3 separate regions of the Gossypium hirsutum genome follow, and regions 1 and 3 are each linked to region 2. Evidence: chromatin contacts called from public Hi-C data. All regions are on one chromosome and are shown on one strand. The core of a region is the stretch at or near the end of the contact, and the rest is flanking DNA. Distances in the headings are between cores, read along the strand shown.

What was found. A called contact is a pair of places that touch in the nucleus more often than the background predicts.
Region 1: a Hi-C map of leaf shows a contact between it and region 2, with 3 times the contacts expected there. The contact joins the enhancer-like site here to the promoter of LOC107951695 in region 2. A contact is called at or near these places in 3 of 34 Hi-C or Micro-C datasets (leaf and petal).
Region 3: a contact with region 2 is called in a Hi-C map of leaf, with 2.7 times the contacts expected there. The contact joins the promoter of LOC107951698 here to the promoter of LOC107951695 in region 2. A contact is called at or near these places in 3 of 34 Hi-C or Micro-C datasets (all in leaf).

The regions. Positions count from the first base shown.
Region 1 is chrA02:98,453,297-98,455,996 of Gossypium_hirsutum_v2.1, forward strand. No RefSeq gene overlaps it. Among protein-coding and RNA genes, the nearest start is that of LOC107952321, 23 kb to the left of the region's middle. Within about 2 kb of position 1,300, at least 3 of the 9 cell types and tissues checked have an H3K27ac peak or open chromatin away from gene starts, as enhancers often do. A contact at or near this core is called in leaf, where this site is marked.
Region 2 is chrA02:98,636,340-98,639,039 of Gossypium_hirsutum_v2.1, forward strand. LOC107951695 (ubiquitin carboxyl-terminal hydrolase 17) reads left to right here and starts at 1,301. Exons shown (of 11, transcript XM_016886820.2): 1 at 1,301-1,935. The coding sequence starts at 1,673.
Region 3 is chrA02:98,391,618-98,394,317 of Gossypium_hirsutum_v2.1, forward strand. LOC107951698 (zinc-finger homeodomain protein 2) reads left to right here and starts at 1,432. Exons shown (of 2, transcript XM_016886824.2): 1 at 1,432-2,382; 2 at 2,647-2,700. The coding sequence starts at 1,677. The coding sequence ends at 2,696.

The DNA of each region.
Region 1 (2,700 bases), core at 50-2,549, 180 kb before region 2:
AAAGCTTTCAATTCAACACATAATTAAGTATACTTTAAAAATAAAAACATACTTAACTATATTCTTAATGCTAATGAGTACTTGGTACAATTGTCAAAGTCAAAGACCTTGAGTCCTAAATATTCATATTCAAGATCCACCATGGACAATTAAATATATAGGTCTCTTAGTCTCATCATGAGTTGTTGTGATGTGTGAGATTTAGTCTAACTAGTCAATTTGTAGTCCGGATTGTTTCAGCTCATAATTGGTTTAAGCTATAATAGTTTGACTTTTTTATTCTAGTCCTGAATCCGTTTGCAATGTAGTAATTTGATTCTACACCCTAAATCAGACATGTATTTGTATTTTGATTGTAGTATGCTTTTAAAAAAATAGTCTTAATATGATAACTAGTTTTATGGTACAATCAGGGTAAGAAAAAAAACCATGTAAAAATATATTTATAAAAACTGTATACTAAAACCAAAAAAAGTTTAGTTGAAATGGTTTGGTTCATTTTCCCAAGTTTGAATTATATTATATTATTATTTTATTAAAAATATGAAAAGATAAAAATATCTTCATATTTATTTGTTATTTTATAAAAGTAAAAATATTGTAATAATTTTTAAATTGAATTGATATCCGATCAACTCACAATATCAACTCACTTAATATAATTAGTATAGATAAATAAATTAATCTTATGAATACATGTTGTTATGCATTGATGAAACAAAATCAAAATATTTGTTGTAATAACCCTTTAAAAAGAGTAAAAGAATGAATTCAAAGCAAGACAATTTTTAAGAATTCGTCTTACATTTGAATTTTAAAATTTATAATTTTGTTTAATTTTGTAAATATGAATAGATTTCATTTAGTATTATATTTTAAATTAAATTAAAATTAAACAATTATATATGTATGATGACAATTCGACTCATCAACGCTTCTAATATATGATGTGTAAAAAGAAATGTAAGAAGTGGGTGAAAGATGTGACAGAGATTGGGCCCCTAGATATGCATATGAGACAGAACAAGGGAAGGCAAAGGTATAAAGAAAAGGAGGGAGAGAGGAGAGGGTCCTATTAAGATTCGTTTGGATTGTTTATGTTACCTTTTGGAAAGCAATGAAAATTGAAATGAGGAATCTGAAAAAAGTTAAAGAAAGAAGTTTTGGCTTTTGCACCTTACATGGTCGGAGGTAGATTGATACCCTTTTTCTTTTTGAGCCTTTCAATTTATAGTTGAAACGACTATGACACTTCATTACCATTAAAAACCCATCTCTCTCCTCCAATCCAATACTCACACCCTTCCAATTTTTGCAACTCATAATGTGTGGGATGCCACATGCTCTCTGTTTGGACACCAAGTGGTCATTAATATGGTCAAATCGAGGGAATTTTTGGTCCAATGGATTGGATTGAAGAAAGGCTTTTCAAGATGTCCGTTGGACATATAAAATGGGAATAAGCAATCGAAAGGTGTGTTGGAGTCCAAAAGATTCATGATGTTGAAAAAAAAATTACAGTAAAGATCATTAAATTATTAGTAAGTTTACGTTTTAGTCAGTTAATCTTAAAAAATTGTAAAATGGTCACTAAACTATTCGAAAGTTTTTATTTAAGTCAATAAGTTATTAAAATCATTATTGCATGACCTATTTTGTTTTTACCGCTTATACTAGTCGAAAGCTCTCATTACTTTCTCCAATATTGGACATCACGAATCTATGAACCAAACCAAACAACTTTCTTCTCCAATCTCTGACACTGACCGTTAGATCAACTTGGATCTAAGATATGTTCTTCTACTTGTCAATGGGTACTAAATCACCGTATTGATTGTCAAATTGTCAATTAGAGCTCACTAGTTGGACTTTTAAAAAAATACTCAACAATCTAATGATTTAAATAAAATTTTTTTGAATGATTTAATGATTTAATGATTTAAATAAAAACTTACGAATAGAACATTAACCATTTTGTAATTTTTTAAAGTTTAGTTATCAAAACATAAACTTATTAATAAATTAACGACTTTGGATGTAATTTACTCAAAAAATTAAAAAAGAAACGAAGAGTATGATTGAATTACTCTTTCTTAAATTGGGCTTAAATTGATTTGGATTAAGTTAGATTTGACCCCAAGTGATAGAAGCCTTTGTCCCTCTTGGTTGAAAAGATTAAATTGATTTTTGATATTTAAATAAAATGTATAATTTAAGTCTTTTGATGCAAAATTTATGCTATTGATCCTTCAAAACTTTTTAATTTTATTTTGATTTTCCTAACACAAAATTTTGGCTTCTTCTAAGTGAAATAGCCATTGGTAATATATATGTGATTTAGCTTGCAAAACTTGTTGTTGGAATCTTACTTTATATAAAATATGTGAATTCTCCTTAATTAATTATTCAAATTAATTATCAATTCAGTCATTATAACTTAAGAAAGTTATATCTTAATCTCAAATTTTAGTTTAATCGGTTGGTAAAAAGAGGTGAGGGTTATAAATACATGGGAATAAATGGCAACACGTGCTACCCCTGATAATTGATTGTGTTGGGCTAATTAATGGACCAAATCCAAGTTGAAAAAGATGGCAAAGTCTGGTGGTCTTCTGTCCTTTGACTTCGTAGTCTAATCTTGGGCATTGAAGCATAAATGCTCCTTTCCATTGGACACCTTTAGTAGCATACAATGAAAGT
Region 2 (2,700 bases), core at 51-2,550:
TTCTAACTAAATGTGAAATCAGAGTTATTTCTAAATAAGAGATAACTTATACTAATTTTTTTTAGATAAATTACACCAACACTTATTTAACTTTAATCTCAATGGCAAAATAGTCATTCAATTTTCAATTCAATCACTAAATTTTTAAAAAATAACAAATCTATCACCACTAACTATTTTTCATATTTCATGGACCTGTCATTTTCCATCCTTTTCATGTACAGTGAGGAAGAGGGAGAGAATCAGAGTAGGGGGATGATGGTGGGGAAAAGGGAGAGGGATAGTAAAGGGAGGGGAGGGGGAGAGAAGAATGGAAAATGACGGCTTCGTTAAGTCTGTAGTAACTGGAAATAGTTAATGGGGACTGATTTATTATTTTTTTTAAAATTTAGTAACTGAATTGAAAGTTGAGTGACTATTTTGTTCTTGAAACCAAAATTGAGTAATTTTTTGTATAATTTACTTTATTCTTTTTATTCACAAAATTTAAATCTAAAATCTTATGTAGGATTTGAAATTATTAAATTTTTAAGTAAATTTTTCTTGATAAGCTATAATAAAAGGTAAATGATGAATTTATTTTATTTTATTTTTTAAACATTATCCTTTAATCTTTAATATTCCAAAAATTACATTCATCAAACAATTTAATCATATAATATACTAAACAAATTCGTTAATTAATTATTTAATTTATTGAAGTCTTGGGTAAGAAAGAAAACGCATGGGCTTTGGCTACAGGAAAAATGGGGAAGGTGATGAAGTTAATGTAAGATTGGACATTTGAAATGATTCTCCCAGTCCCATTGGCCTTTGCTTTTCATGGTTGGATTTCGCAAGCAACTAAATTCAGTGTGTGTTCTAACTAAAATTCAACTCTCATTATACATAAAAATGGTCCTTTTAGCTGTTTCAACTAATATATGAGTTTTTTAAGTTGAAAGGATCTTGTCATCATCATTCTTCATCTTCCGTTTTCCAAAGTTACAAATATGATTAGAGTTTTAAATAAATATCATTATAAATTAATATTTGAAATGCTTAAGAATATGATGACTTTTTCATTTTTATTTGATTAAAATTTTTATTAGAAATCAATGTGGCGTAAGTTTAAACTGTATTACGATAATATTTATATTTTATATTTTATATTTTATATTTGGAGTGAATGTTAAAATTTTTAATTGAAAAAATATTCTATAATTAATCCTTAAAACATTATTTTTTTTCCTTGTCTAATTAAGTAAATATTATATAGTTTTGATTTTACCCTTAGAGTTAGCTTAGCTTGAAAGAAGGAAAACGGAAGTATAGACATCAAAATCCATGGTGAAGTGATAGAAACAGTTTTGTCCTTTTAACACAAGAGAAAAGAACAAAAAAAAAAAAAGCCTCCGTAAAAAAAAAATTAATAATAGCCAAACCTCTGATTTCCTTTTCTCTATTTCAGATCCTCCCAGATGCTCAAATCCTCTTCTCACCTCAACTACTTTCTCAATTTCCCTTTTTGCCATTCCAACCACCACCACCGTCATCGCTACCGTCGTCGTCGTCGCAGATTTCTATGTATAACCAAGCCCTTTTCATCTTAGGTTTTTCTGGTTCGGACCTCATCCTCGGCGCCGGCTAATTTTAAGTGGAGTACAATAGAATAAAAGTTATTGGGTAAGAAATGCTGGTTTCTGGTTCTCTAGGGTTCGACGTCGTCGTTTTGGTGTCCCTTCTTGTTGTCTTTTTGATAATCCGGCATAAATTGAAGAATGCGGCGGCGAGGAAAGAGGAAGTTACGAGGTTACTCGAGATGGTCTCTCATGAAACCGCCTATGTGGAAGCTCAAGCCACCGTGGAGTACGGTTACTATCCCAAGTTCCAGTGTGCTGTTTGCTTTGCCCCTACCACCACCCGCTGTTCTCAGTGTAAATCTGTCCGTTACTGGTTCGTTTCTATTTTTTCCCCTCTTATAGATAGATTTGATTTTTTTACCTAATATGTGCAAATAGAAATGTAAATTTGGGGGGTTTTCTTTATGGTGGTTGTTAGAGAGTAGGAGCAACTGAATTAGTTTTGAGAATTTATAGTTAAGAGTCATTGCAGCTGTTGAAGATGAATTGATTGGTGAAGATAAAAAGTTACTTCGGCTTTGAAGGGGGAATGGTGGGATAAATATTTCAAGGGAGATGTTTAAAGCCTTGAATTTTGATGGAAAATGATTGGGTTTTCACACTGTAGTTGTCTTTTTCTAAGCTTTATTGTCAGGATTGGTACTTGGTTTTAGTGAAGTTTTGGTCTTCAGCCTCTCAATAAGTTCTTTTGGGGCAATGATTGTATGTTCGTGTTCTTATAAAATTGATTGTTCTGTTAACTAAAATTTTGGGAAAAGACTAAGCTGAATACAATTTCCCAAGAAATGGTCATTATAATTTTATTTCATTTATGACCCGGATATTGTTGTGGTGGCATTCTATGTTCATGGTGTTGTTTATTGGGTTTGTTTTATGGAGAAAGTGGAGCTCTCTAAACCTGGTGTTTAGATAACCCGGTGAGAAAAGAAATTCTACCTTTCCCAGAATGTACGTTTTGTAGATTCATCTCAGAAATGTACATTGAATGATTTTGTCAGCAGCCACTTCTGGGCTATTTATTGGAATGCTGTTTTTTTGTCCTTATACTTAATCTGTGCTTGCTGATTGGGTTCTCTGG
Region 3 (2,700 bases), core at 182-2,681, 240 kb before region 2:
TGTGCCAAGGATAGCCAAATTGCATACCAAAATGTTTGGTAGTTGTCATACTTATAAGTGATCAAGGTAAGCATAGTATTTTCTATTTAAACTTACTAAGCATACTAAATGCTTACTCTAGTTGTTTTCTTCCATTGTGGATCATTACATTGAGGAACTTGCCTAGCCAGATCAACGCGAAGCACACACTATCAATAAGACGGTAGAATTATGTCCGTTTTAATTCTAAATGTTGATAGTGTGCAAATGGTCATTTTGGAGTTGAAAGTTGTATGGTAAATGTGGTGATGGGTGATTTTGAATGCTTAACATGGCATATAACCTATTGATTCATGGTTTGGTCAAATTTGGTACCATTAAGAATGATGATATTTAACTTGTATTAATTAATATGTTATAGGTTGCATGTGAGCTAGCTGAAATAGTTAAGTTGATGGATGATTAGAAATGATAAAATCTAATGTTAAGCATGATTTGTAGCTCAGTGTATACTTTGGTTAGTTCATGTCAAGTTCCTTGAATTGCTTAGTTTCCATATTGGATAATGAATCATGCTTGAATTGGCAATTGAAGTGTTACAAATATGGATAGTTAAAATGGAAATGAATATGCCTAAATGATCAAAAGTTTGAATTGCATGTTTTTGAATGGTTGATTTTGATGATTATATGCTTGAATAGGTTTAGATTGGCATGGTATAATAGTATTACACTTGTGTAGAGTTGGATGAATACATCTAGGTGTTGGTTTGAGAATAAGGTACCAAATGAGATTTTTATCAAAATAGGGGCAACATCATGAAGTCGATACACCTGTAGTCAAATCGAGTAAGGGGTATTACAGTCGCCGCTAGAGATAATTTTAGTTGTTTAAAATTGAACAATTTTATAGATCAAATAGCTTATTAATAAATGTGGTTTTAGTTGAAATAGTGAAAACCATAATGCTTTAGATTCCAAACTTATAATTCACATCCTATGAATTTTAAAAAAAATAGATAACCGTAATATTTAAATAACAAATACTTAAGAATTAACTTTTTTTTATATCATTTATGTCTATTTTATAATTCATATTCAATATTCATAATTATTTCTTTCAACAATGTTTCCTCCAAATTTCAAACCACTATCTATCTCTACTTGAAAACACAATATCTCATACCATTGAATTTTTTAAGATTATGCAAAAACAAAATTTGTGAAGTGCTTTGCTTGGCGCGTGAAGAGTTGGAATGCATTTTCAAGTCCGCTCTGCAGACTGTAGCCAATAATGGCCAAACCCCAAACCCAATCCCTGCTATCATCACTGTAGCCACACTCTTGTTCGCTTCACGGTAAAAAAACAAAAGGTTAAAATTATATTTTACAGCGCAGTAAAAATCAATTAGAGAAGCAGCTATCAAGTGATTTGATTTCAGAGGAAGGGGGAAGGCTTATATCAAGACGGTCTCAACGCCCCCCTTTGAAACCAAAACACACACACACACACACACACAGACACAGAAACAGCTTTCTTTTTGCAGATATAAAGGGAAGAAATTACCCAAAAAACAAAATTTATGGCCACACTCTCTTATTCCTCTTATCTTCGTCTTCTTCTTCTCTATTAATTAGGAAAAAAAACTGTTGAATTTTTTTATTAAAATTACATAATTCCTGTTGAAGGGAGGGGAAATGGAGTTTGAGGATCAAGAAGAGCAGGAAGAAGAGATGGGTTTGACACCGAGTTATGACTCGCTGGGAAACTCGTCTAGACTCAAAATGTCAGGTGTTGAACCTGGTTCAGTAACTCCAACGGGTCAGCAGCAGCAGCAGCAGCAGAGGAAGCCTAGGTATAGGGAGTGTTTGAAGAACCATGCGGTGGGGATCGGCGGTCACGCTCTCGACGGTTGCGGTGAGTTCATGCCGGCTGGAACTGAAGGCACCCTCGACGCTCTCAAATGCGCGGCTTGTAACTGCCACCGTAACTTCCACCGCAAGGAATCTGAGCTTGGCTCCCCAAACTCCGTCCACACCACGGACCTCTACTTCCATCACCACCACCACCACCAGCCACCGCAATTTGCGCCTTACTTTAGAGCACCAACAGGGTACCTCCACGTTGCCGGACAACAAAGGCCATTAGCTTTACCATCAACCTCAGGAGGAGGAGGACACAGCAGAGAAGATCAAGAGGATGCTTCGAATCAAGGAAGCTCAAGGAAGAGATTTAGAACAAAGTTTACGCAGGAACAAAAGGAGAAGATGCTGAGTTTAGCTGAGAGACTAGGGTGGCGGATTCAGAAACATGATGAAGAGATTGTTCAACAGTTCTGCAACGAAACTGGGGTCAAAAGGCATGTTTTGAAAGTTTGGATGCATAATAACAAGCACACTCTTGGTAAGAAACCCTAGAAACAGATTATGAGGGAACTTTAGATGTGTACATTTTTTAGGGTTGACCATCTGGGGAGGGAAGGGTACTTTGATAGTGATTATGATGTTGGGCATGGACTACTTAACAGTGTTATTATGTTGGGTTTAAATTAGGTTATCACGTAATGTTAATGGGAACTTAAGTTATTTTAGTTCTAATCTATTTCCCTTCTTGTTGCATTTCCAAAAAAGCACTATTTTAATTCCAAAATGGGTTTACATAATGAAGCACTGAAGCAAAGTGGAGACATGCAATGCAATGCAATGCAAGAGGCATGATGAA